4 separate regions of the Mus musculus genome follow, and regions 1, 3 and 4 are each linked to region 2. A link is a contact called in public HiChIP or PLAC-seq and Micro-C data. All regions are on one chromosome and are shown on one strand. Each heading gives the region's core, a stretch centred on a gene start, on an enhancer-like site or on the middle of the called end of the contact. The rest is flanking DNA. Distances are from core to core; before and after follow the strand shown. Region 1 holds the start of Htr1d (5-hydroxytryptamine (serotonin) receptor 1D). Region 2 holds the start of Wnt4 (wingless-type MMTV integration site family, member 4). Region 3 overlaps Ephb2 (Eph receptor B2). Region 4 overlaps Ephb2 (Eph receptor B2).

The links. Hi-C and Micro-C count contacts between places; a contact is called where the count stands out from the background. HiChIP or PLAC-seq counts read pairs in DNA pulled down with a chosen protein or histone mark.
Region 1: a contact with region 2 is called in a Micro-C map of B cells, with 2.7 times the contacts expected there. The contact joins the promoter of Htr1d here to the promoter of Wnt4 in region 2. A contact is called at or near these places in 1 of 39 promoter capture datasets (hippocampal neurons), 1 of 484 Hi-C or Micro-C datasets (B cells), 1 of 115 datasets of contacts at active chromatin or transcription factors (pancreatic cancer cells) and 2 of 9 other capture datasets (embryonic stem cells and liver).
Region 3: a contact with region 2 is called in an H3K27ac HiChIP or PLAC-seq map of embryonic stem cells, with 2.5 times the contacts expected there. The contact joins the enhancer-like site here to the promoter of Wnt4 in region 2. A contact is called at or near these places in 3 of 39 promoter capture datasets (liver and stem cell-derived epiblast-like cells), 1 of 484 Hi-C or Micro-C datasets (CD8 T cells) and 3 of 115 datasets of contacts at active chromatin or transcription factors (embryonic limb bud, embryonic stem cells and extraembryonic endoderm stem cells).
Region 4: an H3K4me3 HiChIP or PLAC-seq map of stem cell-derived neural progenitor cells shows a contact between it and region 2, with 17 read pairs. The contact joins the enhancer-like site here to the promoter of Wnt4 in region 2. A contact is called at or near these places in 13 of 39 promoter capture datasets (the 3T3-L1 cell line, 3T3-L1-derived adipocytes, cranial neural crest and 7 more), 2 of 484 Hi-C or Micro-C datasets (Th1 cells and embryonic stem cells), 5 of 115 datasets of contacts at active chromatin or transcription factors (embryonic forebrain, embryonic hindbrain, neural tube and 2 more) and 1 of 9 other capture datasets (embryonic stem cells).

The regions. Positions count from the first base shown.
Region 1 is chr4:136,423,217-136,426,149 of GRCm38.p6, forward strand. It overlaps Htr1d (5-hydroxytryptamine (serotonin) receptor 1D), which reads left to right and starts at 1,396. Exons shown (of 2, transcript NM_001285484.1): 1 at 1,396-1,534.
Region 2 is chr4:137,276,349-137,279,551 of GRCm38.p6, forward strand. Wnt4 (wingless-type MMTV integration site family, member 4) reads left to right here and starts at 1,287. Exons shown (of 5, transcript NM_009523.2): 1 at 1,287-1,408. The coding sequence starts at 1,332.
Region 3 is chr4:136,754,082-136,757,225 of GRCm38.p6, forward strand. The region is part of intron 3 of Ephb2 (Eph receptor B2); the gene reads right to left. Among named protein-coding and RNA genes, the nearest start is that of Gm52708, 44 kb to the right of the region's middle. RefSeq lists an enhancer at 241-3,144. Within about 2 kb of position 1,545, at least 123 of the 459 cell types and tissues checked have an H3K27ac peak or open chromatin away from gene starts, as enhancers often do. A contact at or near this core is called in embryonic limb bud and embryonic stem cells, where this site is marked.
Region 4 is chr4:136,680,588-136,683,600 of GRCm38.p6, forward strand. All of the region lies in intron 6 of Ephb2 (Eph receptor B2), which reads right to left. Among named protein-coding and RNA genes, the nearest start is that of Lactbl1, 59 kb to the left of the region's middle. Within about 2 kb of position 1,569, at least 30 of the 459 cell types and tissues checked have an H3K27ac peak or open chromatin away from gene starts, as enhancers often do. A contact at or near this core is called in stem cell-derived neural progenitor cells, where this site is marked.

The DNA of each region.
Region 1 (2,933 bases), core at 146-2,645, 850 kb before region 2:
TCTCCAGTGTGGGGAAAGAGCCAAGGGCCTAAAGAGAGGAGAGACGGCTGATTGAGGTGTGGCTGCCCATAACTCCTGTCTATTCATGCCGTGGATTTATTTGCCTGGGATCTGCGCTAAGACAAAAAGAACCTCTGCATTATTAATGACCATTGATCACAGCCTTCCAAAAAAGAGAGACTGAGAGAGATGGAGGCTCCAAGCCAATCACAAATGACAGACCAGGAGAGCAAGGGGTGGGGGCGGAAGGGGAGGGCCAGGTGGGCAGAGAGTTTGGCGCAAATAGAAGGACACGGAAGGACGCTGCAAGCAAGGCGTGGAATAGCTGCTGAGTTCTCAGTGTGCTGGTGTGCCAGATGTCAAACAGCTGTGTGGGTGCTGGTGGGTGTTTCCGGATCTCCCTATGCACTCCCCCCCAAAGGAGACTCAAAGACACAACTTTTACCAGGGATGAAGAGTCGCGGTCACTTCATGATGCTAATAGGGTCAATTCATCAAGAACACATAACCAGTCTACTGGTGGATGCTGGTGATAACAAGACATGAGAATATACAAACAGTAAGGAGACACAGTGGGTGGGCAAGGACACGGAAGGCCAGGTCCACCGGAGCTGTAAGGAACCTGGTCAAGCAGGAGTCTTTGCCCTCCCTGTCTTTGAACTCAGCTCTCTCTCTCTCTCTCTCTCTCTCTCTCTCTCTCTCTCTCTCTCTCTCTCTCTCTCTCTCTTTCTTTTTCTGGCTCTCTACATCCGCAGCCCCTACTAAACGCTGAATAAGGGAGCTGGCGGTCATATCTGCTGCCCCAACTTTGGGATCACTCTGCTTGCCCAGCAGGAAACTGTACTCATTCCACCTCTGGTGTGTGGCCGGGACGCTTCCTACCTCCGGTCTGTCCTGAGAGGCTGCTTTCCCGGTGAGACTTTCTCCCCTCCCCCGCCCTCCCACCGCCTCCGACCACCCTGTCCACTCCCCACCTCCTTTCTTGCTTTATTTTCCTCCTGAAACATCTGTCATCTCATTAAGTACATCGTATCCGCCCCAGTAGAACGTGAGCCCCAAGGGGCGGGGGTTGCACAATGGTTTTAAGCCCAGTGCATAGCCGGTGCAGATATAAAGCAGATCGATAAATACTTGCTAAATTAAAGGTAGGGGGCGGGAGACTCAGCTTGTGAGGAACCCGCGGATGGAGTCTAGGCACGGTCCACTTTCCCCGGACAGTCCATTCCTTCCTACAGGTGGGCCTCCTCCACCCGCATCCCCTGCGTCCTCCTACCGTGGGGTTGGGGCAGGGGCTCCGGGCGGGCCTCCCCTGCTGTGGGCGGGAGGCCGAGTGGGGAGCGAGCCCAGCGGGGGAGGAGCCGGGGAGCAGAGCACGGAGCAGCGGCGGGCGCGGGCAGGAGCCCGGAGCCCGAGCTGCAGGCGCGGAGGGCGGCGGCGCCCGGAGCTCAGCGGGGGTCGTGGAGGAGGCCGGGCTGCAGCCCTCAGGGGTGCGAGGCGCCCACGGCGTTGTTCCGTACCTCCCGGCAGGGAGCTGGTAAGCGCGGGAGCTTGGGGCGTCGCAGCCTCGCGGGGCTGAGCCTAGCCGGGCGGGTCCTGATGGGTCACCTGGCGTCCCGCCTCTGTGCGCCTCTCGGACGGGACAGGAGCGCACGGAAAGACGGTCCCAAAGGACCATCGGGGCCCGAAGGGAGCATCCCGGATGGTTGTCCAAAGCCCTGGATCGTGGGGTGGGTGGAGGGATTCCCCAGGGGAGGCTGCGGGACCCTGGGAGAGCGTCCTCCGTGTCCCGCGCTCTGGGAAGATCCCACTGGACAAGAGTGCCCCCCCACCTCGGCCCGAGGTGAAACGTCTACCCCCAGGTGGCCCCGGTGACGGCCTAGGGAATCGGGGAGCCCTCTACCGGCCAGGTCAGGGGTGACGCCAGTACGGGAGGGGACTTGAAGGAGCGTCCAGTTTGGAGCTCGGGTTTGGAAAGGGCCCTGACTTGCTTGTGACCTTGGGCAGGTCACTGCTTCTCTCTGAGCCTCAGTGTGCACATCTCTCAAATGGAGAGGACGCTTCCCTTCACTGCGGATTGGTGGGAGTGGGTGAGAGACCGTGGATGCCTTTTTATACGCGGTAAAGTTCTCTGCAAATCCTAGCTTTTCGAGCAACATCAGAACTGCAGAGAGCTCAGGGAGATTGGCTTTATTGCAGATGGGAAGAAGGTGGCAAAAATCTTGCCCAAAGTCTCAGTACTTGTAGAATGTAATACTCAACGCCCCCGGCCCGGCCCCCACCCCCACCCCCACCCCCACCTGCTCCCACTCGCTGGGTTTGGGGACCATCAGAGATTAAGATCCTAATACTCTCAGGCTGGCCACATTAGCAAACTAGCCCTGGCTACTTGCTTAGCTGCTTAGTCCTCTGAGCATTGGCTCCCTCCTATATGAAACGAGAGTGACAACGACCACACTCCAGGTTTGCTTTGCAAAATCAAATGGAATCACTGCCTAGTATTACATCTGACCTCAGACAGGAACTCGGCCTTCCTCGCCAGGCTTTGTAGTAGCAACCTCAGATCTCATCTTGGGAATTGCTTTATGGCAGTGGTCCTCAAACTCTGAGTCTCAACCCCTTTGAGACTCGACCGACCTTTTCACGGGGGTGGGGGTGCGGGTTGCCTAAGAGTTCAGAAAACACAGATACTTACATTATGATTTATAAAAGTAGCAAAATTACAATTATGAAGTAGCAACAAAAAAATAATGATTTTATGGTTGAGGGTCACCACCACATGAAGAACTGTGTTGAAGAGCGGCAGCATCAGGAAGGCTGAGAACACCTTATGGTGTTTTCTAGTGGCATTTGTGTTGCAGGTCTGTGCTTTCCTCTACATGCCAGTGACATTGGCTAGACTCTCAGCCCTTCCTATAATGGTCCTTTTATGACAA
Region 2 (3,203 bases), core at 37-2,536:
CATTTTCTCTCCCCCTTGCTTTTAGTGAGATTGAGTAGGGTCTCTGGGCTTTCGTGTCCTGTTTAGACAGAGTTCCTCTAGCTCAGTGGGATGTAGCCTCAGGCAGGGCCAGAGTCTGGGCTCTATCAGTGACCTGGAGAGGGTGTGGCCCAGCCATGGCAAGTAACTATTAACACGGAATTGAGCTTCAGCACCAGCCAGGCATGGGTTTTTAAGCAATATCTCCACTCCATTCATTCACTCCACAAACGTGTCACCCACCCACTCTGTGCCAGACACCAAGCTAAGGGTTGAATCTGCCTGACGTGGGAGAAGTAATAAAAGAATCGAACAGAAACCCAAGCAGACAGCAAAGATTGGTTCCTGTGCTAAAAGGAAGCCTCCACAGCCTTCCAGTTCCTAAGCAGAAGGTCTACACAGAAAGGCAAGGGGTTCGCTCAAAACCTCGCTGCCTGGAGCGCGCCAGAACTCAGGGCGATCCAGAAGCGAGGTTTCGGATTCCCGGAGTCTCAGGCCACTGTCCCAAGCTGCCCGAAGTAGAGAGGCCCCTGTCCAGCTCCGGGAAGGCTGGAGGGAGGTGAGTGCTAGGGAGGGGCCGGACCACAGAACGCGGGGGCCTGAGGGCGGGGAGGGGTCCGGTGGGGACAGCCGGGCGGCACCCCAGCCTGGTGCGCCCTGAGCGCGAGCGACTGGGTGCGCGCGAGTAGCAGCCGCTCTCGCTCCGGTGGCTCCGCCGGGGTCGGCCGGGGATCCCGGCTCCCAGGCGCCGGCGGGGGGCCGCGGGGCGCGGCCAGGGCGGCGCTGCAGTGCCCGCAGCGGCGGGCTGGGGGAGCTGTGCCCGCTCGTCCCTAAGGCCCCGGGCGGGGACCCAGCAGCTGGGTCGCCGCGCCTCTAGCTCGGCCCAACTGGGCGGCGTGCGGCCAAGCGTGCCTGCAGCAGCGGGGCTGAGGCTCCGAGCGCGTCCGGGCGCCGGGCCGGGGAGGCCCCCCAGGAGAAGCCCAGTCCCGCGGGCTCAGGACCGCCCCCGTGGGGGGGGGGTTGTCCCACGCCGCTGGACCCGCCCAGGTAACCCCATCCTCGGCCCGCCCCCGGCCCGCCCCGCCGGCCGCCCGCCCGCCTCCGCCGCCACCGCCGCATCCCGGCTCTGGGGCGGCGCTGACAGTCGGGTCCGCCGGGCAGCGGGCGCAGCAGCGGGCGGCGCGGCCGGCTGCTCGGAGGCTGAGCCCCGCCGCGCGCCCCGGCCCGGCGCCCCAGCCCGTCCGCGCGGCGCCCACCTGCCGCCCCGACGGGAGCCTTGCGGCCGCTGCCCCGGGCTGGGCGCGCACGGCACCATGAGCCCCCGTTCGTGCCTGCGGTCCCTGCGACTCCTCGTCTTCGCCGTGTTCTCGGCCGCCGCGAGCAATTGGCTGTAAGTCGGGCCGGGGACCGGGCGGGCGGGGCGGGTCCCGGGGCCACAGGCGCAGGGGGCTCCCGGCAGGTGTCTCAGCCGTGGGACCCGAGGATCGCGCTCCCGCCGGTTCCTCCTGCCGGCCACCACCACTGTCCGGTCTTCCCTCTGGAGGTCCCGGGACCCCTGCTGCCCCAGTCCGGCTCGGGGTAGCAGGGCTGGCAGTGCGTCTGCACCGGGAGGCTCCTTTGGGTGCTCGAGGGCGCGCGGGGGTGCGAGCGCGGGGCGGTGGCCCGGGAACGGAGCGAGGCGCAAACCGGCGGGCTGACAGGTCTCCGAGGGAAAGCGTCCCGAGCATAATAGCAGGTTAACCGCGAGGAGTCTGGGCGCGAGCTCCTCGCGCTGCGCTGCGCCGCGCCGCGCTGCGGGCTGAGCTGGAGGCGTGCAGAGACCTGTTTCTGCTTGGGGGGCGGGAGCCAAACATAGAAGTCCAGGACCGGGGCGCCGAGCCTCTGAGAGCCCGCAGGCTGGCTCTGGCTGCTCCTCGCTGTTCCCTGAGGCAGGAAGAAACTTCTCCCAACCTTTAATAAAGAAGGCGACAACCCCCATCCACCTCTAAGGGTCTTGCCTAAGAAGGAAGGGGGTGGTAACCACTGGTGACCTGTGTGTCTCTCCCTGACTGGGTCTGCGCTCGGGAGGATCCCTGGGAAGGCGAGCTAAAGAGCTAGTGACTAAGAGAACAAGGAACCAGCTTTTAGACTCCTTCATCCCTCCTCAGTGGCACTTCCTATGGCCCAGGCTTAACCCTGGCCCCAACTTCTCCTGCCCAGAGCTCTGCAGCCTTCCACTGTGGGCAGCCAGTGGGGAGCCAAGCTCCTGTATTGATCTGAAAAGCATGAGGTGGGAAGGGGGGATAGCCAACAGTGTAGCTGGGGTTTCCATGGAGACAGTGGGAAAGGAAAAATTCTCTCTGCATCAAGACCAAAGAACAAATATCTCCCATGAAATTGCCCTGAGTGTCCAATGGCTGTTGCTATGAGGTCATTGTGGCCAGCCAGGGCCCTGGAGACTGGAAAGGAGTGTGTTCGTTGGGGTCAGAGCCACCCAGAGCTTGGGAGACTGAGGTGATGTGGAATTCTCCCAGCTGTTCCGAGAGCTCGCAATTCCTCTGAGGCCCAAAGTGGCTGCATTGTTTTTCCTGGATTCTTAATTTGATTAACACTTCAGGGGCAGTGGCAGAGTGGACAGAAACCAGGGCACAGCCACCGTCCCCTCCCCTCCCGCCCCCCACTTCTTGCAGAATGCTCCCTCCCCCAGTGAGACCTGGGTTGCAGACCTGAGAAAGCACTTTGCACTTGAAGGAGTCTGGGGTCTCTGGAGTTGCCTCTTAAATAGATAGGTTTAGAGGTCTGAGCATCAGGGGAAACTAGAAGTTCAGCTGACCTGCCCAGCACCAAGCAGTACAAAAAAAAAAAAAAAAAAAAAAAAGCCAAGGAAACAGTGAGAAGTGTGTGAGCCAGGCCTGCAGCAAACACGGAGACAGCTGCCACAGAAAGGCCCTCCGACGCTCCTGGCTCTTTAGCTCCCTTTATAGATGAGGAAAACTAAGGCCCAGGGAAGGGAGCTACTTACCAAACTGAAGACGGAACTCAGATGCTTCTGTTTCCAGACAAGGATAATCTACTTCATGCCTGAGGCTGTCCTGAAGTTGACCCAGTACACCCAGGTAGAATTGCCACCCGCCTCCAGCCATGTCCACCACGCCCCAGTCCCAGCTAGGGAGGCAGCCCCAGCTTCAGGTCTTGCAAAGCAAGGG
Region 3 (3,144 bases), core at 295-2,794, 520 kb before region 2:
GAATTGGTGGACTTCATTCACCATCCTTCCACCCATCTGTCCATTCTCTACCCACAGATCGCCTCCTGTTTCTAAGTCTGCAGTAATAATCTCCTGCAGACCCAGCACACGGGCAGGTCCTGTCCTGAGCATGGACGTGGCTACTGTTTGTTCACTGTAAGATGGGGTGTAATCCCAACACCCAAGGCTTGTTGAAGGCCAGGCAGCATGCTAGGACACGGCCGTCTCTGCAACCACATTGTGGCTTCCTACCCACTGTCCCACCCCTTGGTGACTCTTATTTCTCTAGTAAGACCCTGGGTGTTCAAAGGCTGCCAACTCAGCCATACCCTGTGGGTGGCCACAGCTGTGCAGCCTGCTGGGGCGACGGGCTGGGTGAGCCCTGCCCAACCTTGGCAGCTGTGGAATGAGCATAGGGGGGCACGCACCCACCCCTAGATGCCCCACACCTGCCCTGTCTCCCAAGCCTTGAATACCCAGGCTATTTCTGCCTGTCCACTGCGTCTCGGCTGGGATACTCTTTCCTCCAAGAAGATCTCTGGGCTGATCATGTTGGATTCGGCCCCATCTCTACCTCCTAGACAGTCCTGTGGGTCCTCCTTGTCTTCAATCTCCCTCAAGAAACCCTGTCTTCCCTTCACTGGGTCTCTTTGTCTCCCCCCACCATGAATCCCTGGAGGTAGGGGCCAGGTTGGATTGGTACATCCCCAATAGCCTGGCACACTGTAGGGTGTTTGCTGGACCCTAGACTGAGCATTCCGCCAGATAGATCCCCCCCCACCCCCCGGCTGCTTGCTTTGAGGATCACATCAACTTATTAGGACTGGCCTCTGGGATATCCAGGGAATTGTGGATGAGTCTAGGGATACAGGGGTAGGGACTAGGGAGAGGAATGAAAAAGGCTGGCTCAGCAAGGAGCTGCCCTTGTATCCTTGAGGCAGATCTTTCTCATCTGGAAGCCTAGGTTTTCTCAGTTGTGGGCCTGGATGAGACAACTTTCTACCCAGGTGTCTGGGGGAAGGGCCTGGAGTTTGGTTTGGGCTTCTGGTTGTACTAAGGCAGAAGCAGAAGTGTCAAGAAGTCTATCAGCCCTCCCATGACTCGCCCTTCTGAGCCATACGCAAAGTGCTTTGCAAATGAAAATTCAAGATGTAACCAGTCAATGCTCCCAAGCCCGTCTTGAGCAGGAATTTTGCTTTCCCCTTTGCCTCCACCATACAGTGAACAGCCCTCAACACGCCAGCCGGCTCCACTACCCAAGCTTCAAATCAGCAAGCAAATAAACCTAACTAACTCCAGCCGGCCTCCCGAAGTGCCCCCTGCAGGAGGTGGCCCATTCCCCTCCAAGGCTAGTCTGTCTCCAGCCCCTTCCTTCCTCTTCCCCAAGCAGGACTCAACCGCCCCCCCAAGCTGCCCCCCTCTTCTCTTCTCCATTGGGACGTGACATTCACCAGCGTCACTCCTGGTCTCATCTGCGGAGCGCCCCACCCCCGGCAGCTAATCCCCACAAAGCCCCGCGTTGGGCCCAGCATGACAAGCAGGCCCCAGCCGCCCGCGGCTCGGCCGAGCGTGCTCGCAGGGGCCGAGGCGGGATTCGGCGCGGCTGTCACTCTCGCCTTCCGCGCCTCTAATTGGATTCGCAACACGCAGAGGTCAGCAGAAACGCTATGGAGAGGAGAATCAAAGGGAAGGGGCGTCCGGATATAAAGAGAGGCATTCTTCCCGGGCCACAAAGACGGCAGCCCGCGGGGGCGGAGGGGACCCCCGAGAGGGGCTGCCCATCTGGAGGGGGAAGGGGAAGGAAAGCGCAAGGGCCGGCTTCTCCTACACCTCCCATGACTTGTTTGGGTCTTGGGCTTGGTCACCATCCTCTCCGCTGAATGGAGTCTGGATGGCATTCGGGTCCTGCTGCAGGGGATGTGGATTTTTTGAAGATGGATTTGGGGAAGCTCGGGAATCAGCCACATGGGCTCCTGGCTTTCCACCTGCTCCCTGGGAGATGCAGCGGGTCCTCCCAGGGCTGTAGGCCTTAGTCTTCTCTTCCGTGGAATAGGACACCACCAGCTGCTCTTGCCTGGTGGTGTGGAGCAAAGGGCCCTCGGCAGGGGCAATTCATGCATCCCGCCCTTCTCAACACGCCCATGCCTGTACAGAATCTCTCAATACCGAAAGCAAAAGGATTTTATTCATTCCACTACGGCCGAACCATCCCTGGCCTGGGCAGAGACGACTATACCCCCGTGCCTTTTTATCTCACAGGGACCCGGAGGGTCAGTAAGGAACTAGAAAAGGTTTGAGTCTGGACTGGAACCTGTGTGCTCTCCTGTATGGGCTCTGTGTATATGCTCTCGAGTGCAAGCACACACATATTCTCTCTCTCTCTCTCTCTCTCTCTCTCTCTCTCTCTCTCTCTCTCTCTCTCTCTCTCTCTCTCTCACACACACACACACACACACACACACACACAGAGTGCCAGTAGGGGCTGTAGGCAGCCTGGGACCAGCCTTGCTGCAAAGCAGGCCTTGTTTGCTTTAAGAATGTTGGCTGTACTGACTCTGGCTCATGAAAGAGACAAGAGGAGGAACTCAAAGGGAATTTCTAAGCGACAGAAAAATCGATGGCCCTGACATCCTGGCCCCTGAAAGAGTCTCTATCTCACACACATGCATGTGCATGCTACCTCAGTCAGTGAGCGCACACATACTCACAAATACCTATTTTCAAGTGCGTGTATATTATGTCTGGCTTGATACAATATACACACGGACCCAGGAATAAATAAAGATCTTGTCGGTGGGTGTGCATCTGTGCAGACACCTCCCTGTGCCTGTGTGGCAGCACCACACACAAGGACCCTGACAGCATCCCATAAAGAATGGACACACATGCTCCTATCCATACACGTCTGGCAAACTCAGCAGTCATGAGTGTGCTCCTTCCTGCACATACATGTGCAAGGCAAAGCCAGGCAGACACGAATATGGGTTGTCATGGTTCACAGTGCGCTCCAGAGCCACTCACACAGTAAAGGGCATGTGAGCAGCCTATGCCTGACACACAGGCCAGGGATTCGCTATATTTGCAGATGCTGGGGTAGTGGACGGCTTGTACATGTGGGTACACAAACATGCTCCCAGAAGGCTC
Region 4 (3,013 bases), core at 319-2,818, 600 kb before region 2:
ACCCCCCCCTCCCCCCAGTCTACTTTCTAGTACTCTGCATGGATCTTTAACACAACTGGAGTCAGATCCCAGCATTCCAGAACCTTCTATCAGACTCTAAATCAAATCCAGACTCACCAGGCCTGGAAGGCAGGACACACCCCAGCCAGCCTCCCTTTCCAACGGCTCCCCCGTGGCGTGCTCTCTCTCCCCTGCGTGTTGTTCATATTGAGATCTGAGATCATTTCTCTGTTCTCTGAACGCAGCTGCTCAACTCTGCCCCAGGGCCTTTGAGCCCGCTGCGCCTGCTGCCTGAATGGCTGCCTTCATCACACACCCCTCTGTAAACTTCTCTCAGCTTTCAAACCTCAGCTCAGATGTCCCGGATACAGGCCTCCTCTCACCCGCGCCATGGCGGCAGGCCATGCTTGGGTACTTCCCACCGCCGAGACCTTCTTCGTATGGAGAGTACTTCACACGGCTGTTACTGTCTGAGCCTTCCCCCCACACCCGCCCCCCAGATGGCCAAGTCCTCTGCAGCCAGCGTCAGCTGGTAACAGTGGAAGTCAAATGACCCAGTGGCTGTCCTTTGATGGCATGTACACTCAGACTGAGCAGACGGGCTAACCGACAGGGACCTGGCTACATGTCACTGGTCATCTCAGAAGTAACCATGGGAGAAAGCCGGGAGGCAGGAGCACCAGAGAGAGTAAGAAAGGGAGATGGAGGGTAGATCCTCCTTCTGACTCTCAGCACAAAGTGCTGACAGGCCACATGGGCCTCTGTCCCTCAGTTTCTCCTCCCGTCAGTGCCTGGGGGTACCATTCCAAGGACGATTGTGGTGATAGTGTGGTGTCCCCCGCACACATCGAAGACTGTGAGAAGTGACCAGGTAGCCACTTGGCTACTGTGGAGCCACCTGGTCCCAAAGAAAGCAGAGCAGTGCCACCCCAGCCAACACCTCTGCCAGGCTCCCAGGCCTGGCTGGTGCGCTAGGAAATGGGTCGCAGTCAGGACCACAGAGGGATTCCTCATTTCCGCTCCAATCTTTGGGGAAAAATACTTTCAGTTTCATTTAATCACAAGGCTTCTTAATTAGTTTTTTTCCCTTTTCTTTCTTCTGTTTTTTTTTTTTTTCCTTTTCTTTCTTTCTAAAATCAGTTGTTAAGCTGTCCTTGCTGGAGGGAGCAGAGACACTGGCCCCTGCAAGGCAAAGCTTCCTTTGTCCAGCTACCCAGACTGGGAGCCCCTTCAAAGTCCTTCAGGACCCAGTGAGATTTTTTTCAAGAGAGACACTCAGGCCTCTCAGTAGCCACTGCTCAACACATCAACAAGTACTTATGGAATGTCTACTGTATACCAGGCGCCAGGACACAGCAGAGCTAATGTCTCACCCACGGTGGCTCAGAGCTATCAGCAGAGGGCCAAGAGAGGATTCAACATTGGCCCTGGTCTTGGCAGCATGGAAAAGCTTCTCAGAGAAGGTCAAGACATTCATGGCGAAATACTAAAGTAGGAACTGGGGCTGGCTGGGGTGGTGAGGGGCAGGAAGTGACTGGCCCAAGTGGCCAGCCTGCCTCTGGTTTTTGTTTCATTCATGAGCTCCATCCCTCACTCTCTGCTCCATCCACACAATGCTCTCATTCATCATTCGCACCCTAGGGAGACCAGGCCCTTTGCTGCCAGCATGTGGGCTTTCCAGAGAAGAGGCAGAGGCTGTGGGAAGATGCTCAAGGCTGGTAGAAGTGATGGTGTTTCCTGGTACCCTGAAGATGCTGATAGGCAGGGATAAGAGACCAGGGAGGGAAGAATATGATGGAGAAGTCAAAAGCTGGGGCTGGGGTAGGAGTTGGGGCGGGGGGGGTGCAGGCTTCTCTGAGGGGAGACAGCTGATTAAGATAGCTGGGCACTGTAGTGATGTGGGGGGTGGGGGTGGGGTCTTTCATTCTTTCACTCAACTCATCTACTGGGTTTCTCTAGGCTTCAGCTTAGAGCTCTGGGGAGAAGGTGATGACCAGAGAGAGAGGTGGCTCCTGACAGCAGCACAGGACACTGGGATATGCAGGGGGGAAGTCCATGATCATGAGGAGCGCATGAATGAGACAGGGTTAATAGGTGACAAACAGATCTCTGCTAACCCAGAGGCTGATGGGGACTAGGCGGGGGTCTCAGAGAGTGGGTTTCCGCAGGCCTAGCTGCCACAGTCCCTGAGCCCCAACAGCATGACACCCCCCCATCATTTCCTGCTCACTATGAGCTCACCCCCAACAAAGGGCTTTCTATCAACCATTTACCAGCAGCTTAGTCTGAACAGAAGTCCTAGGCACCTTTCTCTGGGGTCCTTGTGGTCTCTATGGGTAGAAGGAAGAGGAATTCTAGGTCTAGGCACCAGGTTACAGGGCCTCTGGTGTTTATCCCTACGGGAGGCCAACTGCTATGTCCACTCCTGGAGGCCTGTGCTATGTGGCGCTCACGGTCTCTGGTCCCATGTGGCACTGTCCTGAAATACTAGCCCACCCTGTAGGAGACAGGCAGGAGAGCAGGGAGCCCACACATTCACCTCTGCAGGGGACCAGGGACATGCTTGGTGCTGGTGTCTGCCCCTTCTTCCTCCTCATGGAGTGGCAGTCTCCTCTGCCATCCACCCAGGTGGAGATGGAGGCCCCCCCCAGGGCAAAGTTTGACTGCCTGAGGATGCAAATTGATTCTGCCTGTTTGTCTTACATGCGTGGCTTCCAGCCACAGGTCTCTCAAAGAGGAGTGGAGTCTATTCTAAAAGATCAGAGAGAAATCCGTCTATGCAGTCCAAGGTGCCTGGGTGGAGACAAAGCCACGGTAGACTCAGAGGGCCTTAGAGGAAGTCTGGCTTTCTTCCCTCAGCCTATAGGAAGAGCCCTTCTCTTCATTGTCAACCCATTGTGGGATCCCCTCAACTGTGGGTTTCCTGTTAGTCACTGACACCTTAGTTTGATCAGAAGTCCATCTTTCCCAGAGGCCCTTCTAGGGGTCCACCCCGCATAGGGTATAGACAGAT